2 separate regions of the Capsicum annuum genome follow, and region 2 is linked to region 1. Evidence: chromatin contacts called from public Hi-C data. All regions are on one chromosome and are shown on one strand. The core of a region is the stretch at or near the end of the contact, and the rest is flanking DNA. Distances in the headings are between cores, read along the strand shown.

The links. Hi-C and Micro-C count contacts between places; a contact is called where the count stands out from the background.
Region 2: a Hi-C map of leaf shows a contact between it and region 1, with 3 times the contacts expected there. The contact joins the enhancer-like site here to the promoter of LOC107873278 in region 1. A contact is called at or near these places in 2 of 5 Hi-C or Micro-C datasets (leaf and pericarp).

The regions. Positions count from the first base shown.
Region 1 is chr6:80,248,520-80,252,097 of UCD10Xv1.1, forward strand. It overlaps LOC107873278 (anaphase-promoting complex subunit 1), which reads left to right and starts at 2,042. Exons shown (of 37, transcript XM_016720054.2): 1 at 2,042-2,410; 2 at 2,644-2,707; 3 at 3,305-3,389. The coding sequence starts at 2,184.
Region 2 is chr6:80,372,624-80,376,262 of UCD10Xv1.1, forward strand. LOC107873278 (anaphase-promoting complex subunit 1) reads left to right here. Exons shown (of 37, transcript XM_016720054.2): 36 at 110-208; 37 at 1,373-1,868. The coding sequence ends at 1,756. Among protein-coding and RNA genes, the nearest start is that of LOC107873278, 120 kb to the left of the region's middle. Within about 2 kb of position 1,423, at least 4 of the 5 cell types and tissues checked have an H3K27ac peak or open chromatin away from gene starts, as enhancers often do. A contact at or near this core is called in leaf, where this site is marked.

The DNA of each region.
Region 1 (3,578 bases), core at 792-3,291:
AATTTTATTTACTATCTCCTCAAATAATTGCTATTATTATCTTAACATTTAGGATTTTAAAATTAATTAAATTTATAGCCATTAGATCTTTACTTATTTGTAATATACATTAGAATTCCTAATATTTATGGTTTATATTGTAAAATTGACAAAAAATTGCTTTTAAAATTTTTCCTTATTTAGACTATATTAAAAGTACTAGCATTAAAACTTTAAAATCAATAATTTTACCCTGTATAGGCCTTACTTAAATTATGGTAAATAAAATAAATAAATAACTCTTAGATTAAAAATACTAAAGAAAAAGGTTCATATTTTTCTTTTAAAATAACTTTTTAACCTTTATATATGAAAATTCTTACCATTTAGATTGATATAACATTTATTTCAATGTTAATTGTTATTTTAAAAATAATTTTGTTCTCCTTATATAATTTTACTGATTAATATGAGGCACATGTATAAAACATGTACACTAAACTAGTTACTAACAAAAAAAAGGAAAATACATCTTTCCTTAAAATCAACATTAAAAATTAAAGGAAAAATGATCAAAAGTACCCTTCTACATATATTTATTGATTAACTTTACCCTTTGTTGTACTATGACGCTAATTTTACCCCTAGATGGCAGTGAAGTCAACAAATATGTCCCTCAATTTGATAGATTCCCCCAAATAGATTAAAATTATTCAATTTCTATAAGATAATCCGAACCATTCATTAACCCGACCCAAACCACTAAAATAAAATCTAAACCAGGCTATGGTGGACTTCTTCCTTCAATCAACAACTGAAATTTTACTCCAAACCCAATTAATCATTTACTAAATTAATTAATCATTTATTAAATTATCATTTAATATATGATTTCACAAGATGTTTTTAATCTTTTGAAAAATACCAACTTAAAATGAAATTTGTTTGCGAAAAATCGAAATTTAAGGTTCAAATATTTAGTGGAGTCTAAATGGTTTTCAATGGTGTTTCAATTCGTTCAGGCAAATGAGACTAGTATTGTTATGCACAACTGATCTCTAAATCAACAACAACAAAAAAAACACCACAACTTAGTTTTTGACTAATATTGTCTTGTCATTCGAATTAATCAACAATAGCAATCTTTGAACTCCTTTGTACTTTAGATACTTTTAAGCCTAGAAATGATCAACAACTATTGAATCAGTACTCAACCCTTCCTACAAGCTAATGAAATAAAAAATTTTGCTCTCATTTTTAGTCATTGAAGCTCTATCAATGGTGGCTTCCATTCATAGGTCGAAGGAAGAAGACGACCAAACTTGCTCCAATATCTAAAAACCTTATTTTTTTTATTCCATTTCTCCGTTTCTTATTTCCTTATTTTTTCTTTTCATATGAGTGCTAGTGCGTCTTCCACTGACACCATATGATGACAGGTTAAATTATCTATCGTTAAAACCCAAGCTTGATGATATACCAAAGGTTTGTGTTGTTTTTGTTACTTCATACCGTGATCACCGATTGAAGGAGGGGGGATGGGGATTGGGTATGTTTTTGTGGGTTAGTTTAATTATACGGATAAGATTGGGTTAAAGAGTGGTTCGAGTTATTTTTAAAAAATTGGTTAATTTTAATTCATTTGGAGAAATTTGTTAAATTGAAAGGTATATTTAGGCCCCATTTGGCCATAAAAATTATAATTTTTTGGAGTTGGAGTTGTGTTTGACCATGAATATAAATTAAAATTATTTTTTGAAATTTTGTGAGAGAATTATGAGTGAAAATAAATAAAACTTGTTTTCACTTTTCCAAATACAATTCCTGAATGGTATTTGGAATCTCATGGCCAAATACATACAATTTTCACTTTTTTCACTAAAGTGAAATAATTTTTTCAAAAAAATAAAAATTTTTCATAGCCAAAGGGCTACTTATTAACTTCACTAATATCAGGGTAAAACTGACCCATAATATAACAAAGGATAAAATTAACCAAATAAAATAAGTAATAGTGATAAGTATTTTTGATCCTTTTTCCAAGTTTAAAAATGGCGCCATGAAAGTGAGTCGGGGGTTAAGATTTAGGGTTTATGAGTCGGCTATGCTTACTCAGTCGCGAAATATATATATAAAAAAAAAAAGAAAAGAAAAAGAGCGGGAGAGAGCCAAGGGAGAATAATCTCCATTCGTTCCCAAGAAAAATGGGTTCTGTTGGTGCTCGTGAACTTACTGTTCTGGGTGAATTCAAGCCCTTTGGCTTGATTGCGGAAGCTCTTGATGGCAAACCCTCTGATACTTGCGTCGCTGATTATCGTTACTTCCTGTTCAGTCCACAAGTGACCAAACAAAGAGATGAAGCGGATGAGCTCGATCTTCCATCGCCATCAAGTGACTGGAGCGATCATGAGCTTTTTATAAGAGGGAATAGGTATTTTTTTACGAAGAAAATATCCCTTAAGAATTTCAGTTTTTCTCTTTCTTAGTCACATATTTACAGAACTGGACTAAAGAAAATTGCAAATATCTCAATCTTTTCCCTTCAAAACAATTGCTGTTCAAGTTTACCAATTTGCCATCAAGATAGTCAAAGTTCCCAATTTCTTCTTATGCGAATATCAAAATGTAAATTTGGCTTACTTGTATTCCATAACATGATTACAGGATAATATGGAGCATTGGTTTGCGAGTCTATAAGAGGTTCACATTACCCTCCGCAGTGATAAAGGTAACTCTGCAATTATAAAAACTCACTCTACCATTAAGCATACACATGAACGTAGCTTACAAGTTAGTTCTGTCTTAGCTGAGTGTAAGTAACACTTATTGCTCGGTGAATCAGCAAAGCTAGCTCAAGTCATGGCTGACTTAACTGAAAATAAATTTTGAGCCATCTGAATGAAGATGTATCCATCTCATCTGCAACTATTAATATTCTTACTTCAAATACATTGTCAATGCACAATAAATATGCGAATGCCTGACTTGCTTGGACTGTTGAGATGAATCTGTGCTGTTTGGGTTCTAATTAACATTTGCAGCTCTTCTGTATGGCTGATATGTGGTTCCACACAAATTTACATGCCCTTGTAGAATTCTCCAATTTTATTCTCGTTCATTTCTTTCTCTGGCAGGTCCTCCCCTCCATTTTGGTGTTGTGCTTAGCTTATGGCATGTCTCACATATATGGAACTTGATTTACGATTTTCATTAATTACTTATCTTTTGATGAAGTTTCATTCATTACTTCGTCTAAATCATTTGTCACGTGCATTCTTTCCAATTTTCTAGGTGGATGTATAATTAACTTTAAATGGTATTTTAGGCATGCTGGTGCCAGATGGGCGATACTTCAGACACTGTTCTGTGCATTCTACAGTGTGATAGTTTGTCAATTTATGATACATCAGGTGATTGAACCAGTTTTACTGCTGCATATTCTATTTTAGTGGAGCTTCTTTCCACATATTAAGCAGTCTCATTGTATATATAGATATTCCTTTGAATGAAAAAGTTGATTTACTTGTCCCATAAAAGATAAAGTTGATTTACTTGTCCATGGAAAACCTTTCACCATTTCCTTGTTTTCCTTTCTTCCT
Region 2 (3,639 bases), core at 173-2,672, 120 kb after region 1:
ACTTAGGGTCTTTAGTTGTTTCTTATGAAGATTGTGTTACTTGTTCTCCTTGTTCAGAAGCTAATATTAGTATTTGGAGGCAGTCATTTAACATTTGGAAAATCTGCAGGTTTATCTGTCGCTATATACAACTATTGGTTCCATGGTTGATCGGGTTACTAGTAGTTCCAGCAATTTACAGGACACACTCTTCATCTCAAGTCTGAAGGTATCTGTTTGTTTTGTACTTGATTAGCTGGCCGAATCTATGGATTTTTTTAAAAGTGATCTTGTTTCAGATTCAAAATTCTCTTTTAACTACCTGCTTAGTGTGTGGGCTTGCTATCTTCGTAAATTTTTAAAGTTAATATGATCACTATCAGAAGGATTTCTTTATGTACGTTCAACTTTTTGTATGGGCCAATTCTTTTTCCATTTGCTAAGCAGATGAAAGTATAATAATGGCAGATCTTTGAGATTTCTGTACACTCTGAATAAGATTCAGAAGACAAATTGTTTGGTTACATGCGTGAAGTCATTTATTTGCGAGTTGCAGAGTATGTGGGCTTAGATTTGGTACCAAAACATGATAACCATTAATGAATAATAAATATTTCTAACCATAAAGCCCTAATACCATCTTTAACTTCATTATTTCCTCTTTATGAAAAGTCAAAAAGACGGATGATTATGTTCTTCTTTCCTAAAAAGACAGGTGAGCCTATTTTGGCAAGTTTATATCGTACCATTGGTCAATGACCATTAGCATTTCCAACACTGTAAAGACCTCATATGTTCTTCAAGTTTATCAGTTCATCCCTGTGAAGTACTGTAAAACTTATCCAACACAAGTCACTCAGAGAAGATTTTATTGTGGCAATTAGATTGTTGTTAAAAGATTGAAAAGCCCACATTGGTGGTTAATGAGATGGGTGGTCTCTTTATAGGTTTGGACAATCCTCCTCCTCATGAGCTAACTTTTGAGGTGTGAGTTAGGCCCAAGACCTATTTTAACATGGTATCAGAGCAAGGCCCATTCTCACCCAATGTTGGACCCCCGAATTGATATCCCAGTTGAGGTCTGGGCCGTGAGGTGGGGTGTTAAAAGATTGAAAAGAAAGTCCCACATTTGTTGTTAATAAGATGGGTGGTCTCTTTATAAGACTTGGGCAATCATCCTCCTCATGAGCTAGCTTTTGGGGTGTGAGTTAGGCCCAACACCAATTTTAACAATTGTACCGTTAAAAGTGAATGCTTCTTGATCTGGTCTCCTGATTGCACTTATGCTTTACTGATGCTGAGGACTTTCCTTCTAAGCTGCATATTACCTTTTTTATTAATATCCTTGATATCCATCTTTAATGGATTATTGTATTCCATTGTGCCTGTACAGATAGCACTGGCCTACAATAATGGTTTGCTTAGTAAAAGATCTACAAGTTCAAAGGAGGGAATCGTGCAATCAACTTTTCTTGGTTCAGTAAAGAAGTGGGTGGAGAAGATCCTTAGTTCATCTCTGGAATTTCAGGACTTTTCTACGTACATCAAGTCTGGAAGATGGCCAACTGAAGATTGTGGGAGAAGAGCCTCTACTCTTCTTTCTTGGTATGTACAATGGTATAATGTGCCATCACCATTCGAAGTTAAAAGAGCTTTCGACAAAATCAACGCAGTTATCACACCCTCTTCAGTCCCTCTTTTACATTTGGTGTTCCCTAGGACTGATGTTACTGCCCTCTGTGAGATCAACAGAGTAGCATTTTGCTCCCGGGGATGATATTGGAATATCCTCTCTAAATTTTGTTGTTGTAAGTATATATTCTTAATTATTAATTTGTAATGATAGTATTGAGTTGGGGGACGGTAATTGAGGTATTTTTGGTAGGATATACAGCCCCTCCTCACTGTTTGTTTGTTTTTAATTTTTTTTTTTTTTTTTTTTTAAATATATCTTATCCATTTCTACTGAAATGACAACAAGTAAATCAAAGTTTTTTCAGGATGAGCATTTCAACGACGCAAGGATGAAGATAGTATCTAAATAAAAATTTTGCATAAAAGTTGCTTCTCAAGTTGTGACGCAAAATCCTCAAAGTTTCTCTCAATTTCACTGTGCAACTTATCTCTGCTTGTTTATCCTAGTTGGGAGAGAGACATCACCATTCACTCCAAGGCATTGATGACATTCACATGCAAAAGTTAACTCCACTCATACAAGACATTTTAATTTCAAAGGAGCACAAATATTGAAAGAATTTTCGCTCACTCTCACAAAGAAATTCAAGTACAACAGCTAGAATCATAGACATGCCGTTTATGTTGTTCGTCACTAATGTAGACTTACCAAGTTTGAGGTGCAGATGAAGGTTAAGGTGCGGGAAGTAATGTATGGATCAAGTGACTATAAAACCTCCCTAGACGTAATCACTTACATTCCCAAGTCTTTCAACATTTCCACCTTATTCACCTTCATTTGTTTTCCTTGTTTCTCTTAATCTCTAGTTTCTTTCTTGCCAAACAAATTTAACGCACAACTTTCGTCATTCACTTGTTAAGTTCTTTTATGAGATTTTCTAACCTTTAGCCATCCACGACCCCTCATCTGTCTAATTTTAGTTCGAGTTCTACGAGCTAGGTTATTTGACTTTGTTTCACTCATGTCTTGTCTCACAAGCATATGATTAGACAATCAAGCATACACCTTTCTTGATCAGTGCTAGCATGTCATCCCCCCCCCCCCCCCCCCCCCACCTCCAAACTGAATTTGAATCACCCTTTTATCATCCTCATAATCATATACAACCACTTTGTTATGGTGCATGAACACGTAATTCAATCCCACCTGAGACACATCACAATAAACAACAAAACCATTAGTATCTTTAAGTAAAGTCAAGATAGGAGCCGAAGTCAATTTATTCTTCAACTTCTCAAAACTATCCTCACAAACATCAGACCATAAAAACTTCACCTTCTTCTGAGTCAACTTAGTCAATGAGGTAATAATAGAATAGAAACTTTCCATAAACCTTCTATAATAATCGGCTAAACCCAAGAAGCTTCAAATGTCGGTTGTAGTTGTAGGTTTAGGCCACTTCTTCACCACTGCAACTTTCTGTGGATCCACCATGATCCCTTCACTAGAAACAACATGACCTAGAGAGGTCACAACATTCAACCAGAGCTCACACTTTGTGAATTTCGCATACAACCGTTGATCTTTTAAGGTTTGCAACATAAGGCGGAGGTGATCGGCATGATTTGCCTCACTCTTGGAATACATCAAGATATCACTATAAATACAATTACGAACAAATCCAAGAACTGACAGAATACTCGACTCATGAGGTCCATAAATGTTGTTGGGGCATTAGTCAAACCAAAGGACATCACCAAATACTTAAAATAACTGCACCGGGTTCGAAAGACAGTCTTAGGGATATTCACTTCCCTAATCTTCAACTGATGGTAACCCGGTCGAAGATCAATCTTGGAGAAACACTTAGCACCCTGAAGATGATCAAAGAGAGCATCGATCCTAGGAAGCGAATACTTATTCTTCACCGTTACCTTATTCAACTGGTGGTAATCTATACACATCCATCTTATGCACAAAGAGAATCGAAGCACCCCAAGGAAAAACACTAAGGCGAATAAAAC